Regions from separate parts of the Anser cygnoides genome. Here region 1 is linked to region 2. A link is a contact called in public Hi-C data. All regions are on one chromosome and are shown on one strand. Each heading gives the region's core, a stretch centred on a gene start, on an enhancer-like site or on the middle of the called end of the contact. The rest is flanking DNA. Distances are from core to core; before and after follow the strand shown.

What was found. A called contact is a pair of places that touch in the nucleus more often than the background predicts.
Region 1: a Hi-C map of liver shows a contact between it and region 2, with 2.1 times the contacts expected there. The contact joins two enhancer-like sites. A contact is called at or near these places in 2 of 7 Hi-C or Micro-C datasets (both in liver).

The regions. Positions count from the first base shown.
Region 1 is chr14:8,445,094-8,448,433 of Taihu_goose_T2T_genome, forward strand. No RefSeq gene overlaps it. Among named protein-coding and RNA genes, the nearest start is that of CLINT1, 160 kb to the left of the region's middle. Within about 2 kb of position 2,033, at least 2 of the 3 cell types and tissues checked have open chromatin away from gene starts, as enhancers often do. A contact at or near this core is called in liver, where this site is marked.
Region 2 is chr14:8,304,857-8,308,440 of Taihu_goose_T2T_genome, forward strand. No RefSeq gene overlaps it. Among named protein-coding and RNA genes, the nearest start is that of CLINT1, 17 kb to the left of the region's middle. Within about 2 kb of position 1,590, at least 3 of the 3 cell types and tissues checked have open chromatin away from gene starts, as enhancers often do. A contact at or near this core is called in liver, where this site is marked.

The DNA of each region.
Region 1 (3,340 bases), core at 783-3,282, 140 kb after region 2:
GTTCTGAGTGGGTGGGAGACTTGAGTAATTGCAATGTCTGATGAAAAGAGAAGGACGTATTTTAAAGTAACAACAAGGCCTTTCCACTGAAATAAAGTAATTCTTAAATCTGCTCCATTATGTGGGCATTAATCTCCAGTCTCTCCTAGGAAGCCAGTGGAGGTGATGAAGGCTGGTCAGAGGAAAGTGAGACCAGGATCTGGCATGTAAGCTCAGAAAAAAAAGGTGAAGAAGAGGAACATTTTTCCTTTCTCCAGGGTATTTCATTGACAGGCATTTGGATAAATCCTTTCTATTGAGCAACATGCCACGCTCCAGCCTCTACAGCCTCTTTTTGTGTCTTGTGTGAGTTCATCTCATGCCACCTATACAAATAACACTTTCAATCTGAATTCATAAGTCAAGTTACTCTGACTTTATGGTTTTAGTATGTGGAACAATCATGTTAAAAATATATCAAGGAATGTAATTTTTTCAATATAATTTCATCTATTAATTTATTTTAGGGGAACTCTGTTACACAGCATAAAGGAAACTATATGACGAAGAATTTATCTCTTGAGGTTGGAGTCCCCCTCATTTCCTACATTTTCATTCAATAAGAAGCTACTAAAGGGGTGGGTGGGGGAGAACCTTTCTTACTTTTGTTAGTTGTGTCCAGAAAAGTTCCATCTCTAATTTCTCATGGGAGGAACTAAGGAGTAGCTCTTCATAATGTTTAGAGGTTTATAGAGCTGGAGACAGTGAAAGCATTTACTGTTAATGGGTAGCATCATTTGCAACAATTGTCTGTGCTTTGAGAAGTTATATGGGTAAATCTCACTGAACATCAAATCCCATTCCTGTGGAAACAGTGGTGTAGACTGCTGAAGCGAAAAATACGCTATGGGAGGAAAAATGTGTTTAATTTCAAGAAACCTTACCCAAACATGTACGGGTTAAGAGGTTAGAGTCCTCTATGGTTTAAATGCCATTTACCTTGCTAAGGTGCCCTGGTTTTGATTTAATTTTCTTTTAATGCTTTTAAGGTAAAGCTGGAGATAAAAGAGCATGGTTCGGAGATCATTGGTGTCAATGGGAATTGCTTAATTCACTTCAGTAGGCTTTGGTGTCAAACTTAAATGAAGACATCTCATGAATTGGGATGCAATCTACAGCCCACTGAGGCCAGTGGAAAGACACCAGTTTTAGCAAACTTTGAAGAGGACCCTGAACACCAGACCAAAACGGACTACTGGGGTGGGGGAAGTTAGATGCATTTGCTCAGTCTTGAAGAGCAAAGCTTAAAAGCATATTCAGAACAAAAACCTGTTTTTAATGAAAGGCCATCTGTCATCAGACAAAACCCCATAGATTTCAGTGGAACTAATCCCAAATTGATGGAGAGTCAATATGGCCAAAAATCTGAACAGCACTTTCTCCTTCAGTAATTATTAATCAAAATATAGTCTTAGAACTGACTTCCCAGCTATTAAGATACAAGTTCAAGATGAGCTTCCCCTGCTCGTGCTGATGATGATATGGTCTGTACTGAACATGCCAAAGGAGCTGTAGAAGAGTGCTCTCCTTTAGCTGTTAATCAGCTTACCAGTTCTTGCACAGAAAATGCTGTATTCTGGACTATGATCCTGGCAAATAACCAAAGGGGAAGTGGATTTTCAAATGCTTATTTTATTAATCTTTAAATATCACCTCGCTAGGGCTCCAGGTGCTGAGTGGTTTATAATACTCTAAATTGTAATCATGGATAATTTTTAATCCTGTGCATACATTCCCTACTGTAACTGAATGGGGATCTCGGATACTGTGAAATGCAGAAGAGCTGCCTACCAGATCTGTTTCTACTCTCTGGCACAGCAACGCAAAGGAAATTTTCTGCTAACCCATCAAGTCCTTGAATGATTGGTAAAATACCGTAAGAATCTGAGAGCATTTAAAAGGAGGAGAAAGATACAGAATCACACGTTCCTGCCCCCAGCACATCAGCCAAGTGGGACCTAATCCAACCACCCCCTGTAGTTAAATGAAGAACTTGACTAATTTTTGGATCAAACCCAGGTAGTGCACTGCCTCACATTAAGAGCAGTTCCACTTATCTTTGAGTTGTGTTTTCCTTACTTTGTTTCTGTACAGCTAGCTATTTGCTTGAGGGCTGGAGGATTCACAGAGCAACAATGTTTGAGTTTTTCACTGCTACTATCTTCAGTTTCAGGCACGTTTTAACAAGGAACTTGGGAGCTTTGCATTATGACATTAAGTTTATTAGGTTGGCACAAGAGATATTTACAGAGGACTTTGGCTCACCCTCTTTTCAACATTTATTAACTCAGGGGTACAAGGCACAGCCCTGATTCACCCATTGACTGTGGCTTCCTTCCAGCAGAGGGAAGCGGGTGTAAGTGATGATTTTTAAATTGCGGAAAGGATTGGATATAGGTCTGTTTGATTGAGGAATAAGTGTTGGCGGTAGAGGAATGGGTCTGGCAGCTGGCAAGGTTTGGGGAGACAGGGGAGAATTTCACTGCAAATTAAATTACAAGAGGATCTATGTGATAAAAGAAAGCCTCCTAATGGAGGTTAGTGCTCATTCCCTGTGAAGAGCCATCAAGGTTTGGATGGCTGGCATTTCTAATTCTGTTAAGTGTCAAAATCGATGCTTGATGGGTCTGTGGGAGCCAAGCAGTGGGCACGCCTATGCTGAAATACCAATTTGGTATGAGAAAGGATTCAGGAAGGGACTTCCCAGAATAAAAGAGTGAGATGTGTCTTGAAATTTAATTTGCTTAATAAGGTTTTAAAAGCATTAAAAAATAAAAACTCTAAATAGCAAGGCCATTTCCACCCTCCTAAAATAAACCTTGAGCTTCGTTTGCAGTTTTCCACTTGTAAGTGACACGTGTAAGCAGAGGGCCTGTTGTTGCAACCCTGGAATGCTCCCAAGCAAATGATGCTTCTTTATTGAAAGCAAATGAAGAAAAAAGAGAATCTGTCAAGGAGAGAGAACAGTTTAATTGGATTAAAACCTATGAGCATGTACAGTAGGGGAGGAGAGAGCTCCTCTCTCCCCGATTCCTGTGGAGAAGGCGAGGAGATTACTGGGGGGTGAAGGGGGAGCTACGCGGCACAGCACAAGCAGCCATCCAAAGCCTGGAGTTAGCCAGTGCAGGGGCCCCGGAGGAATTGCCGGCTTCTCTTTGGTGGCTGGGGAGTTCTCCCTGGAAAAGGGTGGCTGGCAGTGCTCATTAGAGGTAGCGCGGGTCTCCTCCAGCACTGAATGCAAATTACAGAGCAATGTTTGTGTTTGTGGTTCATTAGCAGTCAAGTGGTTTGTCCAAAATAC
Region 2 (3,584 bases), core at 340-2,839:
AAGCTCTACAAGGTCTAACACCTCCTCCTGCCTTGTTGCCTGTTCAATAGTTTTTGACTGCTGGAGCTCTTCCCAGCAGCCGATGCTGTGTGAAATAGAGGAGACTTCACTCAACTTTAGCTCAAGGAGCCTGGGATTCATTTGAAAGTCTATTTTTGATTAGCTGGATTTAGCTAGTCAAATTTACACAGCTGTGGACAGATGCAGCTGTGCTGGTGGCAGATGCTGCTATTCCCAGGAGACCATCCTTATCTACCTTGTCAGGGGTTACCGTCGAGCCATTCTGCCAATGAAACACCCCACGAGTGGTCCTGGGTTCAAGCAATACCAGGTGGGTGGATGGATGAATGCATAGATGGAGGGATGAACTGATCCAGATGATTTTGCGGGAAGCAATCTAAAACAAACTCATATAGGCCTGCTCCATTAGCAGCTGTAAAGAGGGAAAGGTGGTGTAGGTAGGTCAGAGTCATACAGCTGGGGTTCACACTTGTACATCTACATGGAGAAGAGGACACCTCTTGCTGTCCTAAGTCATGAAATAATTTTTCTCAGTTTCTGCTTCACTCTCCTTCCTGCTTTGCCAGGGCTGGTTAGAGCAGAACTGGTGAAGGTGTCTCTCGCTGCATACGTATGTTAGGCAGACAAAGTGCTTGGCCCTCCTCCTGCCCTATGGAGCACTGTGGAACTGCAAAGCCTAGAGAGAAGGAAAATTTACATCATGAGGGAAAGTGGTAAAATCTGACCAAAGGTCAGAGAGTGACATGGAAACCATCCAGAATTAGAATTGATTATTTTTAGCAGGCAGCTCTATTCTTGAGCATTGCTCTGTCTGGTTTGCCCTAGCACTGGGGCCACTCCTCCTAAATGCATAAAGTGAAGGTTGCTTTTCGAAGAATCAGGGTGGTAAAGGATTAATCAGTACTTCCAGCAAACATACATGGTGCAGAAGAGAAAAAAGATTTGTCCATGCTTTAAAGTAGCTAAAAATTGGCAGCAGTAACAAAAAAGCCTTAAACTGATGGGCAAATATGGAAAGCAAACGTATTTGCTCTGCTGAGCAGGGACAGATATATCAAGATAAACTAAGAGAAAGATTTCACTTTTGCCTAATCTTAATGGCATCTCAAGCCCACAGATTTCTGGAAATCTAGTGGAGGCCAAATCATGTGACATTTCTGGAGAGATTTGCTGAGGAAGGCCTTTGGGATCATCTCTGAACTTTGGACGATTAGTCAAAACGAAACGCTTTGGGTTTAGTTATTAACAGAGCGCCTGGAGCCCTGCGCCATGCGATTTGAGTGCTAATCAGCTAAGTGCAAAGCCAGTAGGCCTGACTGACTCCTGTGGGCCTTGCCTTCATCTCTGGTGCACTCAGCCCAGACGATCAGACCCAAAGCGTAGATGTCTGCCCTGGGCTTTACCTAGCTCTCCTAGAGGAAAGGGTGTTTAGTGGAAGAAGCCACCAAATATGTGCTATTCCGAAACTGCGCTACAGAGACACCTGTTGGCACCTGCTCCTCACCCCTGGATTTACCAACTTCTGCCTCCTCTTTTCTTCCACCCCACCCACAGGTTTGCTCCTTGTTCCCTTCTTCCCCCACTTCCAGTCCTGGGAAGCGAAGGGTGCTGCTTCATTTTGTCTTCTTCCACATTCGGGACTGCAGCTATGGCCTCCAGATCCAGGGCCACCTCTGAGCCTGGGCCTGGGCCTGGGCCTTGTCCATGCTGCTGGTACCCAGAGCCACGCCACACTGCTCCTGCGTTAGGCTTCCCAGCACCACAGGCTGCAGTCGCACAGCACAGAGCCGCCCTGCTCGGACCTGCAGGAGCTGGCTCACGGCTGGCAGGACTTCTTCATTCAGGCTCAAATGCAGCTGCAGCACTGGAGCCCAGCTGTCCAGGGAAGTGCTGGGAAGTTTATCAAACTTCTGGGGTTCAGGTAGTGTGCAGTAATGTTCCTTGGACATCTCAGAGTCAACTCTACTTCTCTGAGCTCCTGTCACAGATACGTAGAAGGCCTCTTGGTGGGTGTTGCTGAACAAGTATGATTCAGGCGTGCAACCTTCTGCAGGCCCGAGCATTCCTGGCATGAGGTCAAGGCTCTCAAAGCAGCTGTGCCCCTTTGCTAATGGTTTGACAAATAGGAGCATTTCTGCGTTTGTCACAGAATCCCCAGGCCTGTTGCTTTCATGTTTCCCAGGGCTTTAATTCCATGCCAGTATATTGGGCTGGCGGGGGAGAGAGGGAGAAGCAATGCTCCACAGATGGTCCAGGCTGGAATATCCTGGGAAGCATTAATCCTCTGAAGACAAATATTCCTTGAAGAGAGAGATATTAAATATGTGCTGCATTTCTACAAACGCTTTTAGCTGGCACAAGCCAGCCCTGCAACAACCTCTTTCAGAGGGAGGTCCACCATTCCCCTTCCTCTGCCTCCCCCCTCCTGGCCCAGGGCTGCTCCTTTCCCCGTGCTGGCACTAGCACACACATGGCTGTGCAGTGAACCAAGCCAGGGAACTCTGCCAGGTTAAAACTAAGCAATTTCCTTTTCCCCAGGTTAGTTTTAACCTGGATGAGTTCCCCGATCTGGTTCACTGCAGGGCCACAAGAACACTTGTGTTGGCGCAAGGCGGAGGGAGAGTAGCAGAGGGAGTGAAGAGGAATGTGGGCTGGGGGTGTGGGAAGGAAGGGCCATTTCCTTCAGCAGCCGTGCAGGTTTATGCTGGCTTAGAGACTTGGTGTATCTGTGGTGTTAATTGCTGAAAATGATGTGCTCCAAGCAATGTGTCACTGCTGAGAGGTTTTCAGGAATAAAAGCTTCTCTCCCGTTTAACACAGGAGCTTACTTAGGTAAATAGATTACAGTTTGGAGAGTTGGAGACAAAACTGAGTTCCCCAGGCTTATTATGACAAATAATCAACAGTCTACCTAGGCATTATAAAAGGGGAGACGGAGGCAGTGGGAAGGGAAAATCTGTTTCTAAATTTATACAGCAGATTAGGACCAGAGCCACAATGACCTGGGATGTCTCCTTGCAGCTTGGTTCCCACCAATGGCTTCCCTGTCCCTGTATGGCAAGTAGAAGAGGTCACTTGTCTGCTGAACTGCCCTCAGTTTCCACTTGTGCTGAGGGTCAGACTTATTATGCATTTATTTAAATATGAAGGAGAATAAGTCTTCTGAGTGGCAACTTGGTGGATGATTTGTCAGAAGTTAACTCATTTACCCTAATAAAATGGGAATTAATTCATAGGACTGTAGAATCATAGAATGGATTGGGCTGGAAGAGACCTTAAAGATCACCTCATTCCATGCTCCCTGACATGGGCCAGGACATCTTCCCCTAGATCAGGTTGCTCAGTTCCTCATATCTGAGTGGAGCTTTCTCTGGATGTACAGTGATGTAACTGAAGGCAGTTCCTGAAAGCCTATAACAGGATCAGGCCTGTTGTAATACTCAACAGCAGTATATGCAGGTATTCTGCCTTCCAAATCATACTACTGGTGTTCTACTACATTCATCTGAGGAGCCCATTAAGTTCTGGGCAACAAACTCTGCCTTTAATTTATAGCTGCAGCC